3 separate regions of the Rattus norvegicus genome follow, and regions 2 and 3 are each linked to region 1. Evidence: chromatin contacts called from public Hi-C data. All regions are on one chromosome and are shown on one strand. The core of a region is the stretch at or near the end of the contact, and the rest is flanking DNA. Distances in the headings are between cores, read along the strand shown.

Region 1 (4,626 bases), core at 1,154-3,653:
AAACGGAATTCCCCATCGCTCTTTTAAGAACAGTACACGTACTATTCTTATAGTTTTCTAGAGAAGATGTTTTAGAAAGACAGAGTTTTGAATGTTCGTGGGTATTTCTCCATGAAGTCCCTTTCTGACAACCGAGCTCCTGAAGAGAAATGTCAAGCTCTCTTCTAAACTTCCGCCAGAAAGGCTTTGTGTAAAGCACACGAGATTTAGTCAACGAAGTTGCTTGCCTAGGGAATCGAGTCATTTGCTCAATCCCCGAGTGAATTATTTTCAGTAAATGTGAAGAACATTCCCAAATAATACAACAGACTTCCTCATAGACAACGCCATATCCCATTGTAAACCAACAGCTATGGAGATCTTAGCAAATTACTTCTCATCCCCAGGTAGAAGTCACTAAAGACAAAGCAGAACACCGAAATGTAAGCTGAGAAGGCGGAGTCTTCCAATGTGTATTTGGTCGCTGGTACTCTGTGATTTTATATGAAAATATGTGCCATGCTTCTCTCAGGTCAGGGTTCAGACCACTCATGCTCTGAGCACAGCGTCCCTGGCCTGGATCGCACTGGCTGGAGATGACAAAGCCCAACCACATAGTGTACCTTTTCAGCCACAAGTGGCTAGTGAAAACTGGATAGCTTGAGCGCAGTCAGAAATACCTTTCACTATATAGGAAACACACGAATTAACTTTTGAGGGCAGGCTCTCTGGACCCTGAGATCTATTTTAGTAGACACATCTCAAGTACCCAGAGGCATACTTACTATGCTCATGCATATTTAATGCCGCGGTGGAATAACCAGGCAAGGCTCAAGTTTTACCAAACACAACCGTGGGGCTCGCAGGAAGCTGGTGTTTCTGGGCTGGGGAGGTGGTGGGATCTGTCTGCCAATGGGTGAAGAGTTGGCAGGGGGGAGGGGAGGAGGGCGTTGCTCACCTGGCTGCATGATTCTTGGTTTGGCTCCCAAGTACGCCAGATTCACATTGGCCTTCCTACCATCGATGATGGGGTTAGGATCCTTACAGGCTCTTTCAGCAGCAGCGCGGTCAGCCATGGTGACCTTAGCAACATAGACAGACAGACAGACACACAGAGCCCTCAGTTAACCCCTGAAGGAAAAGTATTGAAGTTGGCTTCCCTTCCTATTTGGGGGGAGGGGGGCAGTTGGAACATTAACCCTTCATTCTCTGCCTTAAAAAAAGTGACAATAAGCAGAAAGAAGAAAGGAAGGACCCCCTCCGCCCCCACCCAAAGTCTTAAAGATGCTAATGTGGGCCCTAAAAGAGATTTGGAAGCCACCATTCTGAATTCGCATGTAGATTTACCCTTTACGGTCCCACCCGGGCCCCAGAGGTACTGTGGGCTTTAAACAAAGTCCAGCCCCAAACCAGCCGGTAGCTCCCAAGAGGCAAACACTCTTTAGTGACAATAGCAATTGTCCTGCCCCAGCGTTCTCAGGTCTTTGGGCAGATGAATTTGCCCCTTTAAATCTCCAGAAAGCTTAACGCACTGTTTCAGTTAGGCAAACACTCAGGGGCGCAGCACTTCCTTTTAGAATCCACCTTTGCAATTTAAAAGGCAGTGGTGTGAAAAGGAGGGGGGTGGATAGCTCTAGACCTCCCGGATGTCTCTTCTTACCGGGCTGGGGGTTGGGGGGGGGGTGAACACTACAACACACACACACACACACACACACACACACACACACACACACACACACCACACACACACACACACACACGGTTTTTCTTCCTTTCTTTTTTTTTTTAAACAAAGCACCAGCTCACTTAACAACCAGCCTCCAACCCAGAAATGCCACAGCGAGGGACTGTTTCTTCCCTCTCAACTCTGCATCCCAGATCTGGCTCTCCTTCCATCTGGCTCTCGGGGCCATCGAAAGAGGTCCTCTCGGTACCCCACGATGCAGCCACAGTCCCTCGGTTCCCCAAACCCCATCACACTTAAAGTTTCAGCTCAGCTCCGAGTGAAGGGGGCGCCCCGCGAGGTCGCACAGAGCCCCTTACCCCATGCTATGCTTTCCTAAGGCCTGGGGCCACTCGCTCCCTCCTGGCCTGTCTTTTATCGCCTCTCCAGGACCTCTCTTAGTTGCTCCCCACCCATCCCGAGAGTCCTCCTTCCGCATAACTTACAAATCCGTAGCCCCGGGACTTGCCCGTCTGCCGGTCGGTGATGACCACAGCCTCCTCGATGTCTCCGAAGACCTCGAAGTACTTGCGCAGGCTGGCGTCGGTGGTGTGGTAGGGCAGCCCTCCCACGAAGATCTTGGTGTACGTCGTGTCCTTCTGGGTGGTGTGCATCTTCGCGCCCGCCCCGCGGCTCGGGCTCCGGCTGCGGCTGCGGCTGCGCCTGGTCCTCGGGCTCCGCGTCTCCCGCAGCGCGCGGCGGCCGCCGGGGGCCGAGGGCGCGCGCGGGGGCGAGGGAGCGGCGTGGGCGCTGGGCGCGCGGCTTCCCAAGTGGCCCGCTGTTCCCAACACTCGCCCGGGCTCTCTACTCCAGTCCCCGCGGCCGGTCACTGTCCAGACCTTCCCGATCGTCCGGGTAACCAGCTCCGTAGCCGCGGATTGTGCAAGCCTTTTGCACTCACCCCGCGTGGAAGTAAAAAAAAAAAAAATTTTCCCCTTAAATGCAGAGAGGGTGGCGGTCTCCAAGTCCAAAAGAGGTAGATGTTCCTTTCTCAGAAAATCGAGTGGCTGGGGTGGGAAAGGGGTTGGCTCAGAGGCTACCTTGTCCCGGGGGCGCGGAGGTGGCAGCTGGGGGCGCGGTGCTGGGCCCGGCTCGGGCTGGGGACCGTCCCTCCTGCTTAGGAGCTGCCACACCAGTGCGGACTGAGGACCGCTCTCCAACCCTCTGCTCCTTTTTCCCCAGCGGCCCGGGGGTCGACGCCCGGCTGGGGAGGGGGCGGGCCGGACGCCTGCGATTGGCCGGGACAGCACCTGGGGCGCCCGGCGCCGCCGCCCCCCAGCTGTTGGGAACAGCTGCTTCTCTCCCCGCGCGCCGCGCGGCGCTGGGTCGCCTGGCCAGGGCTCTGGCGCTGTTGCTGGGTGGGGCAGAGTTGGAAAAGGCTGGAGGCCGCCTGGCTCTGTCTGTTGTTGCCTGCTCCTACCGGTCAAAGTCGCAAAGACCCCTGGCGACTCCCAGAGAGACCCAGAGCGAGCTGCTGGACTCTCTGAAAGGGACCACGCGGAGCCCTTCCCGCTAGGCCTGGGTGGCAAGACCAGTTGACTTGAGAGTCCCCTGGGGCCTGGGGTGATTTGTACAGAGGCCAGTCCCCTCCCAAACACCTGGGACCTAGGAAATCTGACTCCTCTAGGGGTCTGAACCATGAGAAGAGCTGTCAAGTTTTCTTGGCCCCCAAAAGCTGGTGCTGTGAGAAACCAAGAGGTAGAGTCCACTTGCCCCCCCCCCCGGGTGTGTATGTAGAATTAAAAATAATAATAATAATAATAATAATAATAATAATAATAATAATACCCTTAACATTTGGGAGTGCTTGAGAAAAACTTTAGCTTTAATGGCTCACAGCTAGCAAAGGGTGCCTTCTACTTCAGAGGACCATGAATTAGTACTGTACCTCCTACGATCATCGGATTTGTGCTTCCTGCCTGAGTTAGTTATTCAGGAAGATGGGCACAATGTCTGTCTCAACACAAGTCGCTCCCACCTCCGTCTTTTTTTTTTTTTCCTAAGCAAAGAATCTATTTCCTTCTATTTGAATTACAAAACGTTTAGTGCATTGACCTCATTTATTTATCCGGATATAATTGTAAAAAGTATGATTTCTTTTAAAAGGGAAGAGAACTGTTACATAAGGATGGATTTCTACCAGCAGATCTCAAAGCATACGTAGAATACACTAAACGTAGTATATTTATCAATGCAAGCCAGCTCATTGCCGCTTCTTTTGCTCAATGGGGCTTTAAATTAACGACACTTCGAAACCAGCCAATCATATTTGAGGTTTAGAATAAAATACTACCCCCACCCCCCTTATTTTGAGACAGGGTCTTGTGTATCCTAGGCCGTCCTTGAACTTCCGGTGTATCATAAGGATGACTTTGAAGTTGAACTTCTGATTCTCCTGATTCTGCTGCGATTGCAGGCACGTGTCCCTTCTCTGGGTTTATGGGATGTTTTGGGACGGAACTCAGGGCTTCCTGCCTGCCAGGTAAGCACTCTGCTGGCTGAGTTGGATCCCCAGGCCCCTGATGAAAGTATTCAATGTGAACAGAACATTCCACTCTCTGATCTCACTGCACGAGCGGTTTTTGCTTGGAGAGGCCAGTGCAGTACCAACACTAATTGCCCCCGAGCTACACCTTTTATTTCCTTTTAAACAGGTCAGTGTGTTAACTGATAGAGCCCCACAGACATACCCCAGTTACTTTCCAGGGCACCTTAGCTGTCAACCCCAGCGGATGAAGAATGTGGTGTTCGCAAAGGTGAATGCGAATTACTGGCGAATATCCTGGTAGGAAATGTTCAATTCATCTTGCTGATTTCCATGGGAGACTGACTGGGGTTATCACGGTCGGTTTGAATCCCCAGTGAGAGTTAAGGAAAATTAAGAAATCTATCTGTGGTTAATTCAGGTGAGAAAAATTAAG
Region 2 (4,626 bases), core at 578-3,077, 250 kb before region 1:
AGATGCATGATGCTCAGGACAATGGTCGCTTTTATAAAGAAGAGAATAAAGAAATCCACCATCTCTGCCATAAATCTGTGGGCCAAGGATGGAATGACATACTCTCTACCTGTAAATCGGGAAGAAAAGGGAAAGGAATCTCTCACACAAGCTTAAGAACCAAGTCAGATAATGAAGGGGCAAAGTAAAGTCAAGGTCCAACTTAATTTTTAAAAAATGATAGCCTTGAATCAGCCAACAGCAATGATCCCATCAAGAGAACATGTTCCTAAAATGTCTAATAACGAGCTGGACGTGGCAAGCTATGCCAGTCATCCCAGCATTCCGGGCCCAGGCTCGGCAGAGTGGCTGTAAATTTTCCTACAGTTTGCTAGGACTCATAACTACACAGAATTGATTACTAGATGATATTCAAGGCTTGGGCCCAGTCAAAAGTTCTCATTTATAATGTCAATCGCCTTTCAGTCCCACTGTCCTTATACAGCCCAACTTGGTGATTTCTCGTATTCTAATCTCAATCCTCCAACAGTGCGCTTGCCACCTAAGTTTAGCTTTGGATCTTGTCCAGAGCATGGAGATCACCGAGAGAATGGTTTGATAAGCATACGTCTCTCTATATACAAGAAGGGCTACTAGTGTCAGGATTAAGGGAATCTATTGGTAGTGCCAGGTCTTAAGGGAAGAACAATCAGCATTGTACTTTTTTTTTTTTTTTTTTTTTTTTTTAGAATTTAGGGCCTGGGCAAACCATAGCAGATGTACGTGGGAACTGTCAATGGTAGTAGCAGTTCCCCAGTTACATATTTCAAGATCCTTCGACAGACCCCTTTGGCTAGCACAGGAATGTAGTAAGAGCCTATAGGCTGCACAGAAGTCTTATTGCAAGTTTGAGGCTAGCCTGGCCTATACACTGAGTTAAGGTTAGCCTAGACCACAAGATGAGATCCTTCCAAAAAAAAAATGGTGGTAGGGGTAGCAGTAATTTAAAAAAAGAACCCGCGGGCCACCAGTAATCCTACACATAGGAAGTGGAGGCAGATGAATAAAATCCTCTACTCTATCCCTCCGATGTTCTACGCACCCACCTCAACCCCGTTCTCACCTGCCTGCCGCCCGGTGTCGCTCGCCGTCCGTGCAGGGGCTGCAGAGCCCACCCTGGTCACAGGGACCGCCCGGGCAGATGCCTGCACGTGCGGGGCCCGGGCCGTCAGGCCCGCGACGGCTGTCGGGGTGGCGCCGGCGCTCGTGGCCGCCCCCGGCCCTGGCGCCGCAGCGCTTAGGAAGTAGAAGGGGTTGTAGTAAGCGAGCTGCGGCGGCGGCGGGGGCGGCGGCGGGGCTGCGGGCTGAGGGGCGGCGGGAGGCGGGCCGCAGTAGGCGGGGAGGGCGGCCAGGCCGCTGTGCCAGGTGAGGTAGCCGCAGTAGGATTGCCACAGCCATTCGTGCACCTGCCGCGAGTACTCGCGCGCGCTCAGCCGCCCCGGCCCGTCCGACGCCTCGCAGCCCCCCGGCTCCTGAGGCTCTGCGCCCGTCTCCCGGCGCTTCCGGAGCTCGCACTGCGGCTCCGGCTCCGGCACCGCCGAGGCGACGGTCGTGAGAGCCGGGGGCCGGGGGGCGGCGGCGGAGGAGGAGGAGGGAGAGCCTGGTCCGGAAGGGACCGGCTCGTGGTCCTCGCTACCGCCGTCCTGCCCGGGAGGGCGGCTCCGGGCTTCCTCGGGCCCCTCTGCCATCGTCGCCCCGGAGGCACCCTCCGCGCCGCCTGTCACTGCGCCGTCGCCCGCTCTCGTCAGCCCCTCCCCAACCGCTCGGTCGCCACCACAGCAGCAGCGGGCGTCAACAATCCGTCGCCGGAAGCGGAAACCCCGCCTCTCCGGCGCGTTTGTCTTGGGGGGTCGGGCGGGCGGTGGTGTTTCTTTGTGAGTGGTTCCTAGTTACGCGCCGTCTCTCTGGTTCTTCTGTTGTACGTTTTAATCATAAATTGTGGCATATTCGGTAACGTAACGTATCGCAGCATAGTATAACAACGTGTGCGATGCTGAGTACGAGTTCCTGGACACTGTGTACGCACCCATTTAAGCTACATCTGTGAGACATTCGGCATCACTCTTGAGAATTCTAATGAACTCCCATTACCAAGGCCCCTAGAGAGAATCCTGTGGGCTTAGGACGTGGTTGTCCCTTGTGAAACTGCATCTGATTCACCAGAATTTCCAAGCGGGCCCAGTCCTCCAAGCACAGTGCCTGTTTCTTGCTTATCACCTTTGTGTATGGTTTTTGTCTTTTCATCTATATGCAGCCTCTCAGATACTGATATCTTAATACACTTTGCTACGTTAAATTAATAAGCTCATTAGTGGTATTAGTGTGACTTAGTATTCCCAGGGCTATATAAGGAATCTACAAGAGTCAAATATTGTGATAATACTTAACGATTATTGCGCTGGCTAATTTCATGTCAACTTAATACAGGTTACAGTCATCTGAGAGGAGGGAACCCCAATCGAGAAAATACCTCTTATAAGATTGGACTGTAGGTAAGCCTGCAGATCATTTTTAAAACTGGTGACTGATGTGGGTGGTACAACTGCAGACAGCTGTTCTGGGTTCTATAAGAAGGAAGACTGAGCAAGCCATGGAGACAAGCGATGGGATGTGCAGCAGCTCCTGCCTCCGGGTTCTTCCCATTTGAGTTCCTGTCCTGGCCTCCCTCAGTGATGGAGTACAATGTAGATTTGTAAGCCAAATAAACCCTTTCTTCCCCAGCTTTTGGTCCTGATGTTCACCACACCATTCTCAAACTGCCAAAATGAGTTAGAATTAAACAGCTTATTCTTAGGAGAAAGGACGGGTAATGGGGAACAAGTGTGGCCACTCAGAGAGGAATGCTGCACCTAAGTAAGGGCTTTACCAGCAGCAGCAGGGGAGTGACTTGGGGGAATTTGCCGTGACATTTTTTTTTTTTTAAAAGCACCTGATCTATAAGGTTGGGACAAAAATGTGTGGCTATTGAAGGGGCAATACCTAGACACCTTTGTCTTGAGAAGTTGGTGTTCCTGAGATCTTGCCTCAAAGGAATAAGGCAGAGAGTGATAGGGGAGGGCATGGGAACATGCTTAAACTGGACAGACCTCTCTCCAGGCCCATTGTCCACTTTTTTTTTTTTTCGGAGCTGAGGACCGAACCCAGGGCCTTGCGCTTGCTAGGCAAGCGCTCTACCCCTGAGCTAAATCCCCAACCCCTATTGTCCACTTTTTAATATCATGATTTTTTTTTCTGAAGAGCTGTTTATAGCATGAGACTCAGTAACCCATATGACCAGTGGGCCATGTTATAAGGGTTTGATAAACATGAAACTTTTAATTATTTGTGGAACTGGGACTAAATGAATGTCAGTGCCAGTCAGCTGCCAGCCAAGAGCCCATCACCACACAGCGATTTGAATAGGGAGTAGGAAGGAATTCTAATGGGACTGAAGCAAAGGGTGATTGGTTAGCAAAAGGCTAAGAGAAAAGCGGACCTTCCTGCAGAGCAGAATCTTTCCAGCTAGGAAAAGCTCAGAGAAGAAGCCTCAGTATGAAGTATGGTCTCTCTTTTGTTTGGGTGCTCAAGTCTGGGTCCCATCATGGATGACGCCATTATGAAAACTGTGAAATGGGGTTCCCTTGTTTTCCCTTGGTGTTCAGTCTTTTGATTTTTCTTTTCTTTTAAGGTTTCTTTTAAGATTATTTTCAGTAGGGTCCTGCTATGTAGCTTAGCCTTCTAACTCCTTGCAACCCCTTGCCTCAGCCTCCAGAATGCTGGGAGTACAGGCGTGAGGTACCACAATTTGGAAAATAACTAATTAATTTTGTGCCCATCTTGGAATCCATGCTTTGACAGGACTTAAAAGAACATTCTAGCTGAATGATGGTGGAGCACACCTTTAACCCCAGAACCCAGGAAACAGAGGCAGGAGCATCTCTGTGAGTTCAAGGCCAGCCTGATCTACAGAATGAATTCTAGGTCAGCTAGGGCTACACAAAGAGAAACCCTGTTCCAAAAGCCAAACCAACCCAAACCAAAACAACAAACAAAAGCAAAAACAAAGCAAGTGCAAATTCTAGACACTTGGGTAGCCGAACATCTGTTCTTTGACTATAAGACTTCTTAGTTTTAGTGGGATAATCTAATTTTTAGATTTATTATTCTATTTGAGTAAAACTTATCAATGGCATTTAATAATTAAAATGCCCAAAGCACTGAATAAAATATTTAATTTAAAATAATTTGATTTCTATACTAATTTGTGGGAAGTATGTAACAAAGGGTTTTTTTTCTGCGTAACTAAATTTTGTTGAATTACTGCCTGTATAAGCATTTATACAGGGGTTGCTAAGCAGCATTAAGAAACATATCCATTGCTCAAGTAATTTATATAATAAAAATGATAATAATATTTTTCTCTATTATAGATTTCTTTTTTCTTTTTTTTTTTTTTTTTGGAGCTGGGGACCGAACACAGGGCCTTGCGCTTCCTAGGCAAGCGCTCTACCACTGAGCTAAATCCCCAACCCCTAGATTTCTTGATTATGGGAATTTGAGGTGATTTATATGTGTGCATTTATTCCTAGCAGGCTTTTTGTTAACTCA
Region 3 (4,626 bases), core at 1,045-3,544, 230 kb before region 1:
CTGCAGTGTGTGGTACGTGAGGGTAGAGCCAAAGGAAGTCCTGAGGTAAATGGATAATCTCTGCTTACGGAAGTCAACCTGTCTGCTGACTGCAGCCTGTGGACAGCTGGTAAGCCGCCCTCCAAGCCGATGTGGCCCTTCTCTTGAAAGCAACTTGCTGACTCTCTTGTTTGCTGCCTTCTCCTGTCCTGCCTGCCCAGTTAAACTTCGAATTCTCTACGTGTTCGTTTCCACGTAGTAAGGATGGGCAGATCTGCTGTACTTCAGAATCTAAGAGAGGAGATTAACTCAACCTTACTCAACGTTGACATGGGTGGACGTCTAATGGGGTCCTTCTAGAAACTGCTTCGCTGGGGAGAGGACGTAAAGAAATGAAGTTCTGGCTGAATGACTTGGGCTAGTATTTCTAAATGGAGAGTTCAGTGGGCCGATGGTTGGAGGACTTACTTGGGAGCCTGCTAAGAATCAAGATTCTGGGGCTGGGGAGATGGCTCGGTGGGTAAGGTGCTTGTCTGTCTAAGCAGGAGGGCCTGAGTTTGAATCCCCTAAAACCCAAACATAAACCATGCCTGCAGTCTCGACCCTTCTAGGATAAGATGGAGGGAGGAAAGAATAACCCCCAGACGCTTAGAGAGTGGTGAACAAGAAACCCTGTCTCAAAAAGATTGGAGGAAGGCAAGGACTACCTGAGGTTTTCCTCTGACCCCCACATGTGTCATGACATGAATGTATACTGCACATACAAAGAACCCGGATTCTGGGCCCCATTTTGAGGCTCTTGAACCCAACCTTAGGTTTTTCTAGAGTTTTGAGCCCTTTCTGTTGAGCTTCCTAGTAGACCCTTATGTTAAGAGGAGCATTAGAATATTTTTTGGCTTCCTCACTCACCTGCCTGTTCTGCTGTCTTCAACGGAAGCTCATGAGATGGTAGTGATGAGCCCCCTCTCCAAGAACACTAACATGAACATGCCACAAAAGCCTTTCTGGGCAGGGTTTTGGAAGGTACTTACATAATCGTCACCCTGAGGGACCAGGACATTCATCTCGGACGACTTGGCGCTCACGATCTCACAGTCTAGCGCATCTTTACTGAGGTACAGGTGGCATCCTTCTGTCTTATTAATGGAGATTGTTGGCACTCTCCCCATTACCTAAGGGAAAAAATGGGACCAAAGCAAAGAAATAAAAATGACCATGTGCCCAAGCAGGTACTCTCCAGAGTTCCTCCTGAGTTTATGATTAGGACTCATGGGGGCAGTATGTACTCTCTGCTCTCTGTCTGTCTGTCTGTCTGTCTGTCTGTCTGTCTGTCTGTCTGTCTCTTGTCTCCCTCTCTCTCCCTCTCCTGTCTCTGTCTATATGTGTGTGTCTGTTTCTGTTTGTCTCTGTATGTCTCTCTCCCGCTCTGTGTGTGTGTGTTTGTATGTATGTGACCATGTCCGTGTCCGTGTCCATGTCCGTGTGTGTGTGTGTGTGTCCGTGTGTGTGTGTAAGTGTCATCTGAGGACAGAGTGAAATGACTATACATGGGAGAATCCCAAACAGGCAGCGTTTCTCTTTCTTGAGGTGAAATTAAGGGATTAATTTGGAGGCAGCAGCTAAAATGTTCAGAAAAGCCCCACAACCCGCTAGCGAATCCGAAACGCCTATCTGATTCCGTGATAAGAGAAACAGGACTCATTTGCTTAAAATTTAAGTTTTGACAGTTATCTCTGAGACTGGGGCTAAAACAAATATCCATACAGACGGCAAACAATAAGATTAATTTCAAATAGAAGCCAGGTAGACTGTTCCCAAACTTCAGAATAAGTAAGAAATACTCCAATTCTTCTCATGTAAGTCACTGGCCGGATAAGAGTCTGAGGGCTAAAGGTGAAGTTCAACTGAGATAGGGGTCCAGGCATCTCAAAATGCACTCATTTCAGGAGCTCAAACTGAGGACATTCACCCAGATAATCGGGACCCTCGAGCAAGAGGAGGCAGTGCTTTGTAAGGTTCACAAGTATCTGAGTCCAGTAAAAAATTCAGATGAGTTTTAAGTTTCTCTTCTAACAATCCATTTTCAAACCTTCCCACAATGCCCACAGGGATATACCATTCTCCCAAAGACTTCATTACAACTCTAGAAGTTTCCTTCTTGTAATGGTAATTGAAGCAATAAAGACATCTCTCCTTTCAACCAGAAGAAAAGGCTGGTTTGCAAACCAAAGGAACACATTCTGTCTGTGGCCCAGGTGCCCTGAAGAATTCCTTGTGGGGCGTCTAGCCAGTCATCTGGCTTCTCCTCCTCTTGCTCCACAGAAACTGGATACTGAGTTGGAATTGAAGCCCAAATCAAGAGAACGGTCCAGCTGGGTCATTCAAGGTCAGGCAAGTACAGGCAAGGCTCTGCTTGAGATAATATAGTATATATGCAGGTCTGTCTGTCTGTCTGTCTCTCTCTCTCTGTCTGTCTCTCTCTGTCTGTCTCTCTCTGTCTCTATGTGTATGTGTGTGAGAGAGACAGAGAGATAGAGAGAATGAGACTGTATCTCTGTGTCTCTGTGTGCATGCATGTATGTGTGTGTGTCTGTTTTAAAAATGTGCCTAATCATGTTTTCCTGACTTCTAGATTTCTTTATGATACGAGGATGAAAGCATCTGTGTGCCAGCCTGAAGCCCACGGATATCTCCGGCCAAGCTAAGGAAAGTAGGAGCTACCAGTGACTCCTGGAGAGTTGGCTTATGAATATTATTACTCAGTAATAATTAAAAAAAAATTTTCCCTGACGGTGGTTGTCTCTTTCCCAATCTGTATGTTTTCCTAGAACATTTTTGCAAAAAAAAAGATTGCCAGGCCAAATTATATGAACTTTAGCTTTTTTTTTCCTCCCTTTTCTTTAAATAACATTAGTGTTGCAAAATCTGAAATTATACGAACCACCCATTTTTAAGTGTACAACTGGATGCTATTCATAAATGTACAGAGTTGTGCAATTGGGACTACAAGCCAGTTTTAGAATCGTTCCACCATTCTAAAAATATCCCTAATGGCCACTTACAGTTGATCCCCATCTCAGCCCCAGGCAGGTAAGTGATTTCTGCTTCAGTTGTGCCCAGGCCCTTTTCAGACAATTTACTAGGCACTTTAACTAGGTAATGACACTCTCTTGGTTTGAGCATCCAGAAATTCACTAAGTGTCCTATCAGCTGTTTCTCTTGTCTCGGAGACAATTGCTCCTTCCATCTCCTACCACAGACAACCAATGGTTCACCCTTCCCAAAGTAACTGTTCAAAGTGCACAGTTCATATCCTTAAAAATGTAACAAGCTATTTCCGGCATGGAAACATGCAAAGAGTAATAGATACATATACGCTCTACAACAACTTTATCAGTGCTACATTCTCCCACATTCCCTTTTGGTGTGTTTGAATGTTTCCCTCCCTCCCTCCCTCCCTCCCTCCCTCCCTCCCTCCCAACAGGGTGTCATGTAGCCTAGGTTGGCCTTGGACTCACTTTGGGACCAAAGATGGCTTTGAATTGCTGTTCCTTCTCTTGTCTCTACCTCCTAAGTGCTTTCGTCAGGGGTGTTACACCGGGCTTTACTGTGTGTGTTAGGTTGGTTTTGAGATTGGGTTAGCCTGGATGGAGCTTGCTCTACAGATCAAACCGGCCTCTAACGGCATGGAGTCCTCCCAAGTACTGGGGTCACAGGTGTGCAGCACACACTCAACTACTGTCGCCCCCCAACCCCCGACTCCCAAGAACTAAAATCTCCCACGATCACGGACGTCCCCTGGATACTGTCGTCGTCTACTCCACTTTCCCTCTCTTCCCCCTACTTCTCTCCTCCCTGTATGTAACTACTCTCCTGGCTTTTTGTTGTTATTTAAAAAAACAATTGTTTCTTTTTTGTTTGTTTGCTTATGATCTGTCTATTGGGTGAAGTGCCCAGGAGAACACCCTGACTCCACATAAGTGGGTTTCATGTGTAAATTGGTATGCATGCACGCTCTATGTTTTTTAATAAATGGATCTCTCCTATAGCACCATCCTGTAACTTAACCTTTCGGCTCAATGCCCTTTTAAAAAAATGTACCCGTTTTTTAAAAAATCTACCTATTTTTTTTTTTTTTTTATGCTGGTAACAGTAGCTTGTTCATTTTAACTGTTGAGTAGCACTCGGAGAGCTGTTTGCCCATTTGCCAGTAGGTGGACACGTAAGTACTTTTGTTCTCTGTTGCTGCTATCACACCACTCCAATACACGCTTTCCGCGTTTCCTTCGCCTGTGGCTAGAGCTTTACCCTGCGCACAGAAACACATAACGATTCACCCACAGGTTACGGATGTGGCATTCGCTCTTGGTGCCAGTTTGTCCTGCAGTGAGGGTACCAAGTTCATGCTGTCACTTGGAGGTGGCAGGGAGCCCGGTGCTCCACTTCCAGGAAGGCTCGTCCGTCAGTCATTTGAGCACGCACTCAGTCTGTCCTGCCCTTACTGCTCCTTTACCCGTGAGATTCCGCCAAAGCGGCTCCTTACAGAACGAGGAGCATTCTGAATGCAAAAGAGATGAGCGTGAACAGGAATCTGCGACTGCGGTATCCATTCACACCCCTCCTTCTGTCACGCCAGCATATCTTCGT

The links. A called contact is a pair of places that touch in the nucleus more often than the background predicts.
Region 2: a contact with region 1 is called in a Hi-C map of the A7r5 cell line, with 2.5 times the contacts expected there. The contact joins the promoter of Fam8a1 here to the promoter of Rbm24 in region 1. A contact is called at or near these places in 2 of 12 Hi-C or Micro-C datasets (the A7r5 cell line and frontal cortex).
Region 3: a Hi-C map of psoas muscle shows a contact between it and region 1, with 5 times the contacts expected there. The contact joins the enhancer-like site here to the promoter of Rbm24 in region 1. A contact is called at or near these places in 2 of 12 Hi-C or Micro-C datasets (frontal cortex and psoas muscle) and 1 of 1 datasets of contacts at active chromatin or transcription factors (oligodendrocytes).

What each region holds. Positions count from the first base shown.
Region 1 is chr17:18,491,225-18,495,850 of GRCr8, forward strand. Rbm24 (RNA binding motif protein 24) reads right to left here and starts at 2,404. Exons shown (of 4, transcript NM_001191100.1): 1 at 2,152-2,404; 2 at 938-1,061. The coding sequence starts at 2,319.
Region 2 is chr17:18,239,876-18,244,501 of GRCr8, forward strand. Fam8a1 (family with sequence similarity 8, member A1) reads right to left here and starts at 1,828. Exons shown (of 5, transcript NM_001305175.1): 1 at 1,103-1,828; 2 at 1-109. The coding sequence starts at 1,727. LOC120097854 (a long non-coding RNA gene) reads left to right here and starts at 1,854. Exons shown (of 4, transcript XR_010059108.1): 1 at 1,854-1,913; 2 at 2,467-2,531.
Region 3 is chr17:18,265,062-18,269,687 of GRCr8, forward strand. Cap2 (cyclase associated actin cytoskeleton regulatory protein 2) reads right to left here. Exons shown (of 13, transcript NM_053874.1): 12 at 1,011-1,151. Among named protein-coding and RNA genes, the nearest start is that of Fam8a1, 26 kb to the left of the region's middle. Within about 2 kb of position 2,295, at least 3 of the 93 cell types and tissues checked have an H3K27ac peak or open chromatin away from gene starts, as enhancers often do.